3 separate regions of the Mus musculus genome follow, and all the other regions are linked to region 2. A link is a contact called in public HiChIP or PLAC-seq and promoter capture Hi-C data. All regions are on one chromosome and are shown on one strand. Each heading gives the region's core, a stretch centred on a gene start, on an enhancer-like site or on the middle of the called end of the contact. The rest is flanking DNA. Distances are from core to core; before and after follow the strand shown.

Region 1 (4,310 bases), core at 16-2,515, 240 kb after region 2:
ATGCCATGTGTTTTATCACACCATGAAAATGGTGTCACCCTGACTTGGAAAGAGCAATAGAACAACCCTTTGGCAATAGGTGATTGGCCGTGGGCTTGGCTCGTTTATTTGGTAACCCATGGCAGCTTATAAATTTAAAATACAAATTTCTCCATTGAAAAAGCTGCAAATTCCTTTGATCCCAGACATTTGGAGTTTTTGTCGGGTTGTTTGCATAGCTTGCATGTGTGCACTAGCATGTATTGGTGCACATGTATAAAGAGGCCAGCAGTCAACCTCAAATGTTGTTCCCTAGAAGCCACCTGCCTTGTTTGTTGAGAGTCTCTCACTGGCTTGGAACTTACCAAGCAGTTAGAATGCCTGGCCAGTGATCTCCAGGGATCTGCCTGTCCCTCCATCCCTAATCCCAGGATAACAAGTATATATCACCATGCATGGCTTTGGGGGAAGGTGTTCTTAGACTTTTTATTATATTTTATTTATTTATTCATTTATTGTGTGTTGTAGGAGTCGATTTTCTCTGTGTACCTTGTAGGTTCCAGGGATCCAACTTAAGTCATTGGTTTTGGTGGAAGGTTGCCCTTCACCCACTGAGCCAACTCAGCAGCTTGTTTTGGGTGTCTTCAAATACACAAACTGTGACATCTGCAAGCACCAGGGATCCATTTGGGAACAACAACAACAACAACCAAACAAAAATGGTCCTTTCCTTGCAGCCACACTGAGAACACACTAAGGTTTATGACAAAATGATGTCCAGCCCATTGCTCAAAAGGCTTGTGAGCTAGCGCATCACAAAAATGGCTTTGGAACAAGTTTACAGACCTCATGAAAAAGCAGTTTCTAGCAGTTCACAGCTGTGATTTGCTTCCTATATAGGTCCGTTCAACAAGCCCCACGGTCACCAAATTTGACTCATGCTTTATATCTGAAGTATGAAAATACACGTGCAAAGTTTTTGACACTTCTCAAGGGGAATCTAGGGTTTAGACATAGACATGCCACAAAAGGGAAGAGATTTCCTAGAATCTGTAGCCCAAATATAAGCTATTTCATTTTATCTTTCAGATAAACACACTATCTGGACTATCTTCCAGTCAGTCTGTGTCTGATGAATTCACTCAGCCTTTTCGGTTTCCGTCAGGATTTGTTGCCACGAGTTCTCATCTGTCATATGACTAATCAGAGGAAGAGTCTAGTGTGCACCGTAAGTCAAGTTACTTGGCTCTTTGGATATTTTGCCTTTCTTAAAACTGCTGCAATCACACCACTGTCAGCTAAGTGAGCTGGCTTAGTCATCAGGCCAGACCCTGGGCCGTTCACACTGGCCTTTATGAGTGCATGTGTTCCCAAGCAAGCAGGATTCCTCCAACGAGTCATTTCAAACCCCAGGAGCTTTGCTCTGGCCGCAGAACACGCACAGCCAAGACAAATGGAATTCACTTTCCATACTCCTGTCTGTGGCTTTGGTCATTGCAGGAGCCAAGCTCAAAACAGTGCTCGGTTTATTGGCAAGGATTAAAACACTGGAAAATGTATTATTGATTTGTCTGGTTGGATCTAAACTGTAAAGGTTCGGGGTAGTAAGTTCATGTCTTAGACCAGAGACTTTTGGAAGTCTCTGTTTTGTTTAGCAAGTATTCCTGGGATAGAGACAGGGCGTCCCTCTTAGTTAGAGCTGTGTTGCTGGGTCAGAGATTATGAGGACACAATAACTGGAGCTCCAGAAATGGGGGGGGCGTGGCCAACAACATCTGTGAACATCCCAAGTTCGTGCCTCGAATCAAAACTACTAATTTTCCAAAGAAACAACTCGGAAAAGGTGACTCCTGCCATGAGAGTCATTCACTTGTGGGCAAAAATGGAGGGGAAATGTCATTTATTTTGAATCCCAATTGCTTTGATATATCCTACTGAAGCAAGAGCAACAATAGATACAGATGTACGAACACGGAATTATCATTTTATTATTTTTATGAAGGGTAGACTAGAGAAGCGACATTCTTCATTCTCCTATTCACAGTTACAAGCAGATTCCACAAGCCTAAGGCCAATTCACATAGAAGTATTTTCCATGGCTTTCTGCATCCAGAATATTTATGAGTTCAAAGTGTTGTTGATGTATTAAAGGCATACCTGTTCTTATGAAAATGAACTAGCCAGCCAGGCACTGTGGTGAATGCCTTTAATCCCAGCACTTGGGAGACAGAGGCAGGCTGATCTCTGAGTTGGAGACCAGAATGTTCAATATAGTAAGTTACAAGATTGTTACATAAAGAGGCCCTCTCTCAATAAACCAAAACCTAACCAAACCAAGAAAAGCAAAAACAAAAAGAAAAAATAAAAGAAAATGCACTAACCAAAAAAATTTAGTTTTCTTTTACATTTAGTTGAACTTAATAAGTATCTGTCACTTACATACCATGTTAACTACAATCGCAGGGGATCCTGAAGAATATAAGATAGAGTTTCATCTCTTTATGGCCTTCTAATGTCATTGAGAAAAAGTACAAACACAGAAAAGTAGCTAAGTAATGTCCATGACTTGACTCAGTTTTCCCACTTGTAAAATGAAGGAGTCAAAGTAGATGATTCCTGGGTCCTTCCAGGTAAGCACCGCTTTTTAAAAACGCTGTGCATGTGTGCATTAGTGCATGCATGTGTGCATTAGTGCACGCATGCATGCATTTTCCTGGGCGTTCACTTACCATGCCCCATGTGTGGCCAGAGGACAACATTGGATATCAGTCTTCTACATTGCCTTGTTTGAGACAGAGTCAGAGTCTCTTGTTCACCACTGTATGGGCCTGGTCAGTTGACATGTGAGCTTTGGGAGAATTCTGCCTCTACCCACTCCCACCAACCACTTTCCCCACCTCTTCCTGTTGCTGTAGGAAAACTGGGATTACAGACATACACTCCTCTGTCTGCCTTCGATTGGTTTCTGGGAATTGGAACTCAGATTCTCATATTGTATGCCAAGCAAGTTATGCACAGATCTATCTCCTCTGTCCCTATAGAGCTTTTAACTGATACTTACATGCCTGCTTAGGAAGACTGCTACAGTGTAACAGTCAAATTCAAATGTAGCCTACAAATAATCAATGCAATCAGAAGTCTGAACAGAGAGAAATCGGCCACAGGGTGTGGCAAAGGAGTCTTGGAAAAGCAAAAACTTCAACTTGGCCTTGGGAGTGGAGCTGGAGGGGAAGGGGAGGGGGTCACTCTTCCCTCGGGATGCAGAGGACTTGTTCAGCAAGACTGAAATGATCTTGAGCAGGACCAGCTAAGTCAAGTTTGTAATCCACTCTGTGGCTGAAAGGGTTACATGTTGTCAAGTGGTGGCTTTAAGTAGGGGAAGCCATGGATGGCAGTCCTTTTAACCTGTAAATCAGATCACCCCATTCTCAGGCTGCACAGCTGTATCTCAGCTCTCTCAGAGAGAGAGATTGCTACAAAACTTGCCAGTGCTATAAAGCTCTATATCACCGACTCCTCCTGTCCCCAACACTTCTCTCCCATACTAGCCTCCTGAGTCCCATCCTCAAATAGCAAGCATGGTTAATGCACTCTGTGTTCTGCTACCCCATCCTATATTTGCTGGGAGGTCCTTTTTACTTGCAGGAGTAGAGGTAGAATCCAGTCTCATCCATGCTAGGCTCGTGCTCTACCAGTGAGCCATAACCATATTGAAAATTTCAGACTATACTTTATACAGACAGACAGACACCCCCCACCTGTCTCATCCCGCTTTATTTTTATTTAATATATTCCACCATATTATATAATCTATTTGTTTTATAAATATCTATCTCCAGCCTTCAAGTGGAACGAGCCCTCTTAGAAAACAATGCAAGGCAGCCTAAGAGTCAAGTCTGAACACTTGTACTCCCTTGCTCAGGCATCGGTGGAGTCTAACAGTGGGAGCTGATTAGCTTAGGAGAGTGGAGTCTCATGAATGGGGTTAGTGCCCTTACAGATCGTCCAGAGAGCAGTCTACTCCCCTTCATGAGAAACCATTGCTAACTGACATCCCTGCGGTATGGAAGCAGAGACTCACCGGACACTGGATTCTGGCCTTGATCTTCAACTTTGACCTCTAGAATTGAAAGAAATAATTTCCTGGCATTTAAAAGCTACCCGGTTATGGTATTTTATTATAACCACCCCAGAGAATAACACTAGGTGCAACTGAACACTCTGTGATACAAAGTGCAGCTCCGGCTACACAGAGGTCTTTAATTTAACACATCAGCAATGTTGAAAGGGAGAAAGTCTGGCCGAATTCACCCGACAGCAAGCCCCAGATT
Region 2 (3,778 bases), core at 962-3,461:
ATAAACCTGGTCTTATTGGCCTCTAGCTTCTCTCTTATGCCTGGTGCTGACCCAGGCAGGCGGTTCTTTCTTGTGAAGTTCCACCTAATGCTGCCTGCCTACTCACTCTACCTCCCTGCACCCAAACAGAACTGGAGAAGCAAAACAAAGCCTATCGTTTCTATGGCCCCAGAAACAACAGCTGAGGGAGTTATGGTTAGTATGGGAAGTTGTTCAGGTCACAACAGGATGGTTCCTAGGAGAATCAGGGTACTGACGCTGAGTCGACTTCAGTATAATTTCTACTTACTTCCCTGAACTCTAAGTCGGCAGTGCCAAGCACACATATCTGAATGGCCTGTAGTCTAAATATGAGTCATGTTTTTTTTGGTGTAAGTGCTGGCTAAATTTTGTGTGTGTGTGTGTGTGTGTGTGTGTGTGTGTGTGTGCGCGTGCACGCACGCGCGCACTCCTATGTGCAGCTGAGGTTAGAAGAGCTGGAGTTCCAAGTAGTCGTGAGCCTCCTGGCACAGAGGCTGGGAACAGAACTCTGGTCCGAGAGGGAGGAATTTGCATTCTTAACTGTGGAGCCATCTCCACAGTCCACAGTAAAGGCTTTTACTTATGTGAGTCCTCTGAAATCAGGTGGAGAGCTATGAAATATTCTTAATGTTAAAAAAGGACCTTTATGGCTGCAGGTATCTAGGTACACAAGAGACTTCCCTTATCTTCTAGTTCTGCTTGCTACATGTTTCTAAGCCCCTCCTTCCTACAGGATCAAGCTGTTTCTCACCTTGAGAGACAAATGGCTGGTCAACTTAACACTTCATGCTAGAGCTAGCCAGCCAGCAGAAGGACAGATAATAGTTTTTCTCTCATGCATTTCAGTCTGTTTAATATTTCCCAGTTTTGATGAAGAGAGATTTGAAGGGAAAATGAGATCCAAGGAAAGGCACCATTTTCTTTAGCTTGTTTTTGAAAAGAGCTGTTCTTTCTGGCCCTGTTTCTCTCCATGCACTTTGAGATTTTATTGCCCCATGTGACCTCTCTGCATAGCGGAGGAATGTAGCCAGGAGCGAAGGGCTGTGTTCATAGCCTTCTCTTCCCTGGGAAAAATAAGAGTGGCAATCGAGGTGACGATGTTCATACACCCAGCCACATTTTGTCCCTGTGGACACAGTCAAGCCATTACCTCTGGGGTTTTCATTCCCCAAATGGTCCTGTCCCCAAAGTTAAGGTTCTCAATGCTGACTACATGACCCAAAATGGCTGCAGTGTTGCCTGTCAAACACAGCATCTTTAGGGGCTCCCCAGCAAGTGCACAGGTGTGTGCCAAAGTGTGAAAGCCCACCATGACTGGCTTTACAAACGAAGCTGGTGCGGGCAGCTGTTTATGTCGCAGGGCTCTTTTAACCTCGAATCTAAGAGGGCTTAATGAGAAATAGTCTGTCAAACTCTAGGATTCCAAGTCCCTGCTCGTGTTTCTGTGGAGGACACACACTGGGTTGTGCAATTAGAGAAAGCCAGAGTGAGCTTTCGTCATGCGACATGTAATGCCTTGGAGCCAAATGATGCAGTATTTTTAGTTTTAATTACTGGTTTGTTCTCCACTCCCAGCCCAGCGACCTCCCCTTGCTTTCCACCCAGAATCTTAATACATTCTCCTCTCCTTGAATCCAATTTGCCACGCAGATCTTCCAGGCTCTCCAAACACTCTCACTTTTCAGTAAAATAAGGGAAGGGAGCGAGCGAGCGAGAGAGAGAGAGAGAGAGAGAGAGAGAGATCAAAACCAAAGAACCTGTCTTGCACATTCACCTTCCGCTCCAGGGACGAGAGCTTAACAATTTTCCAACGGCTAGAGCAAGGTAGGCGGGTGTAAACAACACTCTAGCCTCCCCCAAAGAGGCAGTTTCCGACTTCAAAAATCAGAGGCGATAAAAATATCTTCCGAGAACAGCCAGCTGTTTATTTATAAACCCACTTGTGGGGAAACTGGCTTTCTCTGAAGGGATTTTTTTTTTTACCCCCAGGAACATGCAGCATGTGGGTGATAGGGGCCAGAGATGCGGCGGGTATGAAAGATCATTGGTTCCTGGGAGGGACAGGATACGACATCCTATGTACTTGGATCCAGCAGACCCTGAGCTTCATCCTTTTCTAGGTGGCCCCGAAGGGACCCTCTTGAGCAGCTGTCGTTCTGCCGGTAGCCCAGCAGAGGGTGGTGTGAGCCCGGGACCGCACTCCAGGCCTCGCGCTGAGTTCCCCCCACCCTCCGTCCCCCCACCAACGCAGATGGCTTAATCAGGGCTGGGTCCCCCGCCCCGCCCGGGCCGCCGCTGCGGACGTGGAGCCAGGCAGTCAAGTGTTCCTGCGTACAGCAGGTAGCCTGGCAACTGCGAGCATAATACGGAGCAGATGGTGTTCGCACGGCGTGATGGACATCACACACGACAGCCTGAGACAATCCAGGAATTCCCTGGTGGCTCGAGGCCCTCTTTGCACAAAATGAGTTCTCTCACCATGGCGGTGCATCTTAAGGGGTGGAGGTCTCTCCCTTCCCCACTCTCTGACACCAAACTGGTTTCTTATTACCGACTTTTCTCCAGCCAGAGGGAAGAGGGACTTGGCAGGGTGGGGTGAGGGGTGCGGGTGGGGGGGGCAGGAAGAGGATATGGAAGAAAACCGAAGGATGGGGAGCAGGAGGAGATGAAGGGGGGCAGTGGCAGCCAGATCCAGGGGGGCACCTCGCTGTTGGAGGGAGCCAGAGAGGCACAAAGCCTGTGCAGGGAGAAGGGACCTCCGCTCACTCTACAACCGCGTGGCCTACCAGTCGCCCAAATGAAATTTAGGGTTTTCGTTAAAAAGTCCCCTGAGGCGTAATTTAGCCTCTTCAACTCCAGCCTATCTGCTTACAAGTCCTCAGGGGGCTCGGGCAAAGCGCGCAGGAGTGGGGCCGGGAGCTCCAGGCTAACCAGAGAGCGCCTCACTGCTTGGAGATCCTAACAAAGACCAGGAGCTCAGGAGCAGGGTGGGTGCCCTGGGGCCCCTGAGAAACTCAGTCTGACGCTCTGGGGGTGGGCATATTGCCCAGTGCCACTACTGCGCGTGTTCCTGAAGCCTGGAGACCACAGAGGAAAGGGCATGTATATAGATAGGGCTGTTGTGGGTAAGAAAGAGTTGGAGTAAATCAATAAGCAAACAGAAAGGCTACCTAGAAAACAAATCTCTCTCTCTCTCTCTCTCTCTCTCTCTCTCTCTCTCTCTCTCACACACACACACACACACACACACACACACACAAAACTGGGTCAAGTAATAGGGAAAAAAAATCCAAGCAGTCTCAGGCCAAATGAATTTTTGACTAAATTGTAAGTATCAAAAGACTTCATATACAGTAGAAGGCTAGAGGCTGTCTACAAAGGCAAGTTTTACATTTGAGCAGCAGGCAGGGTGAATCCATCACCAAAGGACCCCTGCTGTGACTCCCAGAGGCACGGGGCAGGCCATCTTGTCTCCATCCAGAGTCCCTTGAAAATCCTGTTTAAAAAGTGGTCAGTGACAATGGACACTTTGGAAGATGAAAAAGGCTAAGAAGATGTGAAAACTGCCTCCTCATTCCATAAGAGCAATCTGTGTACAGCCATGGCCATGAGTCCATCCAGCGGCTTCGAGCCTGGTCCAGGCTCACCTTACATTAGCATTCTCTGGGAGCATGGCAGAAATTCAGATTCCCCAACTCCACCAGGCCTACGGAATCAGACCAAGTTCTCCAGGTGATGGGAGATCCTGTAGGAGTTT
Region 3 (3,890 bases), core at 397-2,896, 150 kb before region 2:
AGTTTCTTTTTTAACACAAACTTTTTCTCCAAGAGTCAGGAAATCAAGGGTCAGAGGGAATCCAAGCTAGTCCAAGCTTGCTTTCTTTTGGTAGAAAAACTAAATTACATGATATAATTCTAATAGAGTCATATGGAATAATTTGGACAACTATTTTCTAACCATCTACTGATGACATTCTTTCACTGAAACAGGAAAAAAAAATGCCATTAACACTCCTATGTATTTAGTGTCCTACTTTCGATTTGGTGGATATATCAGAATAATTAGGTTAGTCTCTCACGAGAGTAATTACTGATGTGTACGAATACTCCCACAATGGAGAAAGGTGCACACCCTTCAGACTTTAAAAAGAGATTGCTAATAAAATTGTTTTTCTACTGTAGATCAAGAGAAACATCATGATAAACATGGACACGGAGGGGTGAAGGAAAGCCAGTGTAGTGTAATCCATCTATATTCCTTTCTCCCTGGCCTATATCTGAATCAAACACTACAGGTGCAGGCATGCTCCGCACAGAACTCAGATATTAAAAGTGGAAGAAGGTACCATGTAACTGAAAGCAGGCAGAGGTCAGTTCTGACCCCAGAACTGATTTTCATGAGGACAATAAAAACCTCTGCTCCATGACTGGCCTGTCTGGACCCTTCTGCAACAGGCCAGTGGGAGGAAACCCCTCCACTCTTTGCTGGAGGATTCTGAGTGACACCCACCTCTCTGAGGACCTTGTGCATCTAGAAGGAGAAACACGTGGACGGTGAATTTCCCTGCTGGTCTGTCTGCACATGAAAGTCCTGAGATCTGTCAGACCTCTCTCAGGATTTCCACCTTGACTTGGTTTGTTTTGTATTCTCAGGTGTAAGCAATGCAAAGATTAGAAACTAGAGAGTGTCTGAAATTTCCACATTTACATTTATGGTGTCAGTTTTCCAGACTGCTAAGTAGCTAAACCAAAACAGCAGAACCAAACAACCTGGGTGTGGCAGTACAATTCTGCCATCTTACTACTAGGGATTAGGAGTTGATCGCCTTGGTAGGCAGCAAGTTTGAGGCCAGCCTGGGGCTGCGTAACATTCAGTCTCTGACACAAAGCACACCAGAGCAGAAGGGAAGGAACAGACAACCATAATCAGGACAATAGCAACAGAAAGACTTCGGACAAACCTAGGGAAGAGATTAGGATGTTAAAATCCTGCTGCCTCTGAGCACAAGGACTGTGAGCGGTCTCAGCACCCTTCTTACTCAGATGCTGCTAGCATAGCAAAGTTGTGTGGCATCACAGCTTAAGCAGCCAACCTAACATCACTCACTATCCAGAGAAGAAAACAACGATGAAGCTACTTGTTTGGGGCAGTGGGGGCGGGGCTAAATGCTTTTTTGGTACCTTGTTGAAACCTCAGATGCCTAAACACTACCACATGACCTGTGAGAGAAAGCTGATAGCGCTAAATTCGTGCAAGGTTGGGGAAAGCTCTGGCCTCCAACCCACCCATCCACTTTCTTTCTAGAGAAAGGCAAACAGGAGCCCAAGGGGAACCTTGCTGATGGCAGAGCACGAGCTGCCTGCAACTGCGGCTCCAGAGACCCCACACCCTCTCCTGCCCTCTGGCACACACATAAGCAATACGAGTAATTTAAATTAGAAAGTGAAAGAGAAACTTAGGGGAACTAAAAGGATGGCAGGGAAGCATGGGGCGATGCATTCAAAGTACATACTTGTATGAAAATAACCTTACATAACCCAAGTACGAGGAAAAGAAAATACATATTTAAAAAAAAAATCAGTATTTCAAGTTGTATGACCACGTAATGACTGTGCACTATTGAGCCAAATGGTTCACTGTGATGACATATCTTCTTAACAAAAACAAAACCCAAACCAGAAACAAACAAAAAAAACTACCAGCGATGCCCAGGCTCCTTATAGAGAAACGCAAGGAGACTTTGTGGGCAGGCTGCAGAGAATGCCAGGATTCTTAACATCATATCCTGGCTGCAAATTCCAATCCCTTGCCTGTGTTGCTAACTCAGTGTGGAAACTCTAGTCCTTGCTGAAGACTACAGAATGCGCCGAGTCAGCTAACCCCCTTGCAGGCCAGTTCCCAGTACACAGAAGGTGGGCACCAGGCCCAAACGCCAGGCCAAACTCACTGGAATGATCGCTTTGTGCTAATAACACAGCCCCAGCAAGCAAGGCACCCAGGATCTGTCTACAGAAAGACTGAACCGGTAGCCAGAAAAAAGAAAAAATTAACGGGTCTGATTTTCTTTCCATTCTGTTCTAAAGATTTTTATCCACCAAGCAAATAGAAACATTTTCCCTAGACTCACCTCTGAGCAGAGGTATTTTTTCCTTAACTTGATAAGACTGGTGGTCTGTTACGTTGCCCTGGGATCAGAGATGGGTCACTGCCTGCTTCCAACTTAGAAGAGACCTGAGCGCTCTGGGTGAATATTTCCCTCAGGACGAGAGACCTTGGCCCATACTGGTTTTTTTGCATACAAAACTCGGCTCCTCCTCTCCCTCAGAAAAATCATTTAAGAAAAGCAAGTTTACTGATGCCGGAAGCAAGCCTTCCTCATGAAGGATACACAGTGGCTCAGAAAGGCACAGGAACACAGGTGTGAGCTGGCAACGGCTGCGGTTTTCATGTATGGCTCACAGAGAATGGTGAGCATTCTGTCCCAGGCCCAGGGTGCAGACACAGATAAGAGACAGGCAGGGCTGGACAGTACGGGGGTTGTTAGTAAAATAACCCTGACTGTTTGGAGCGGACGGGGATGCCAGACCATGGAGCTACGTGTTTTCACTGTGGGCCCTTGTTCTGAGGACTCTGACATTTTTCCATTTTGAGCTCTTTCCCTCAGTGTCTCTTACACATTTCCAGGCTTTTCTTTGTCTTTTTTCCCCCCTATCCTCATAACTGCACGTCTGATACCACGAGAGCCTCAGCTATTGCTACATGTCTTCCCACTGCCTAGCGCATCAGTTTAACTTCCCGAGCAGGGCTCTGACCCTGTCTGTCACTCCTCTGTTCCAACACACAACCAACACTCTCAGCCTGTGGCCCCGCTTCCTTTTGCCATATCCCCCTCGTGGGCCATTTTCTCTTTTCAGCCTCATGTTTCAGCTGAAGTAAAAAGAGTATTTTCTGGGGTGGGGGTGGGGGCGGCACACAATTGCCTCTCACCTATATGCACCAAGCGCTTGCTTGCTCTCTCTCTCTCTCTCTCTCTCTCTCTCTCTTTCTCTCTCTCTCTCTCTCAGGTTAATTCTGCCATCTCTTCAGGGAAGGCTCATCCCATGTACTTCTCTAGGCTGCAGGGAATTGCTGGCCTCAAGGTGCATGCATCCATGTCTTAGTCCTTCCCCAACCTACAGGATTCACCAAGAGCCCTGGCTGGCCTCCAACTTACAACAATCTCTCACCTCAGGCTCCCAAGTGTGGGTCAGATTTGATGTTTATTTATTTGTGAGAATGTATGCATACTATATATGCCCAGGTAAGCACAAACCTGGTGCTAATGTGGAAGCTGGAGGACGATAAAAGTCAGTTTTCTCATTCTTCCATGTGGGGACTAGGGATCGAACTCAGAACAAACGCCTTTACCCGTGAGCCATCTTGTTTGCCCATGCTTTGTTTTGTTGTTTTAAAGCCTCAGCGATGGCCAGGAGGCGTAGCCTATACTTCTAAACCCAGCTTCTTAGGAGAGCGAAGCAGGAGGATCATGCTTTGGAGCCAGCCTGTGCTAAAGCGTTCCAAGATAGCCTGGGGTTACAGAATAAGACTGTCGGGGGTAGGAGGTGTCAAAGTGAGAACTCCAGTGGCAATGCCTGGAAGTTAACTGGCTTCCCACAGAAGCAGGGCAGATACTGGAACCCAAACTG

Evidence for each region. HiChIP or PLAC-seq counts read pairs in DNA pulled down with a chosen protein or histone mark. Capture Hi-C pulls out chosen DNA fragments and counts their contacts.
Region 1: a contact with region 2 is called in an H3K27ac HiChIP or PLAC-seq map of trophoblast stem cells, with 4 times the contacts expected there. The contact joins two enhancer-like sites. A contact is called at or near these places in 1 of 15 datasets of contacts at CTCF or cohesin (pro-B cells), 5 of 484 Hi-C or Micro-C datasets (bone marrow-derived macrophages, embryonic fibroblasts, nephron progenitors and 2 more), 18 of 115 datasets of contacts at active chromatin or transcription factors (bone marrow-derived macrophages, cardiomyocytes, craniofacial prominence and 14 more) and 1 of 9 other capture datasets (embryonic stem cells).
Region 3: a contact with region 2 is called in a promoter capture Hi-C map of liver, with 2.3 times the contacts expected there. The contact joins two enhancer-like sites. A contact is called at or near these places in 1 of 39 promoter capture datasets (pre-B cells), 6 of 115 datasets of contacts at active chromatin or transcription factors (bone marrow-derived macrophages, embryonic stem cells, pancreatic cancer cells and 1 more) and 1 of 9 other capture datasets (liver).

What each region holds. Positions count from the first base shown.
Region 1 is chr3:51,942,551-51,946,860 of GRCm38.p6, forward strand. The region is part of intron 1 of Maml3 (mastermind like transcriptional coactivator 3); the gene reads right to left. Among named protein-coding and RNA genes, the nearest start is that of Maml3, 160 kb to the right of the region's middle. Within about 2 kb of position 1,266, at least 66 of the 459 cell types and tissues checked have an H3K27ac peak or open chromatin away from gene starts, as enhancers often do. A contact at or near this core is called in pancreatic cancer cells, trophoblast stem cells and uterus, where this site is marked.
Region 2 is chr3:51,699,285-51,703,062 of GRCm38.p6, forward strand. All of the region lies in intron 2 of Maml3 (mastermind like transcriptional coactivator 3), which reads right to left. Among named protein-coding and RNA genes, the nearest start is that of Gm46803, 6.5 kb to the right of the region's middle. Within about 2 kb of position 2,212, at least 210 of the 459 cell types and tissues checked have an H3K27ac peak or open chromatin away from gene starts, as enhancers often do. A contact at or near this core is called in bone marrow-derived macrophages, liver, pancreatic cancer cells and 3 more, where this site is marked.
Region 3 is chr3:51,551,610-51,555,499 of GRCm38.p6, forward strand. The region is part of intron 1 of Setd7 (SET domain containing (lysine methyltransferase) 7); the gene reads right to left. Among named protein-coding and RNA genes, the nearest start is that of 5031434O11Rik, 6.4 kb to the right of the region's middle. Within about 2 kb of position 1,647, at least 232 of the 459 cell types and tissues checked have an H3K27ac peak or open chromatin away from gene starts, as enhancers often do. A contact at or near this core is called in bone marrow-derived macrophages, liver, pancreatic cancer cells and 1 more, where this site is marked.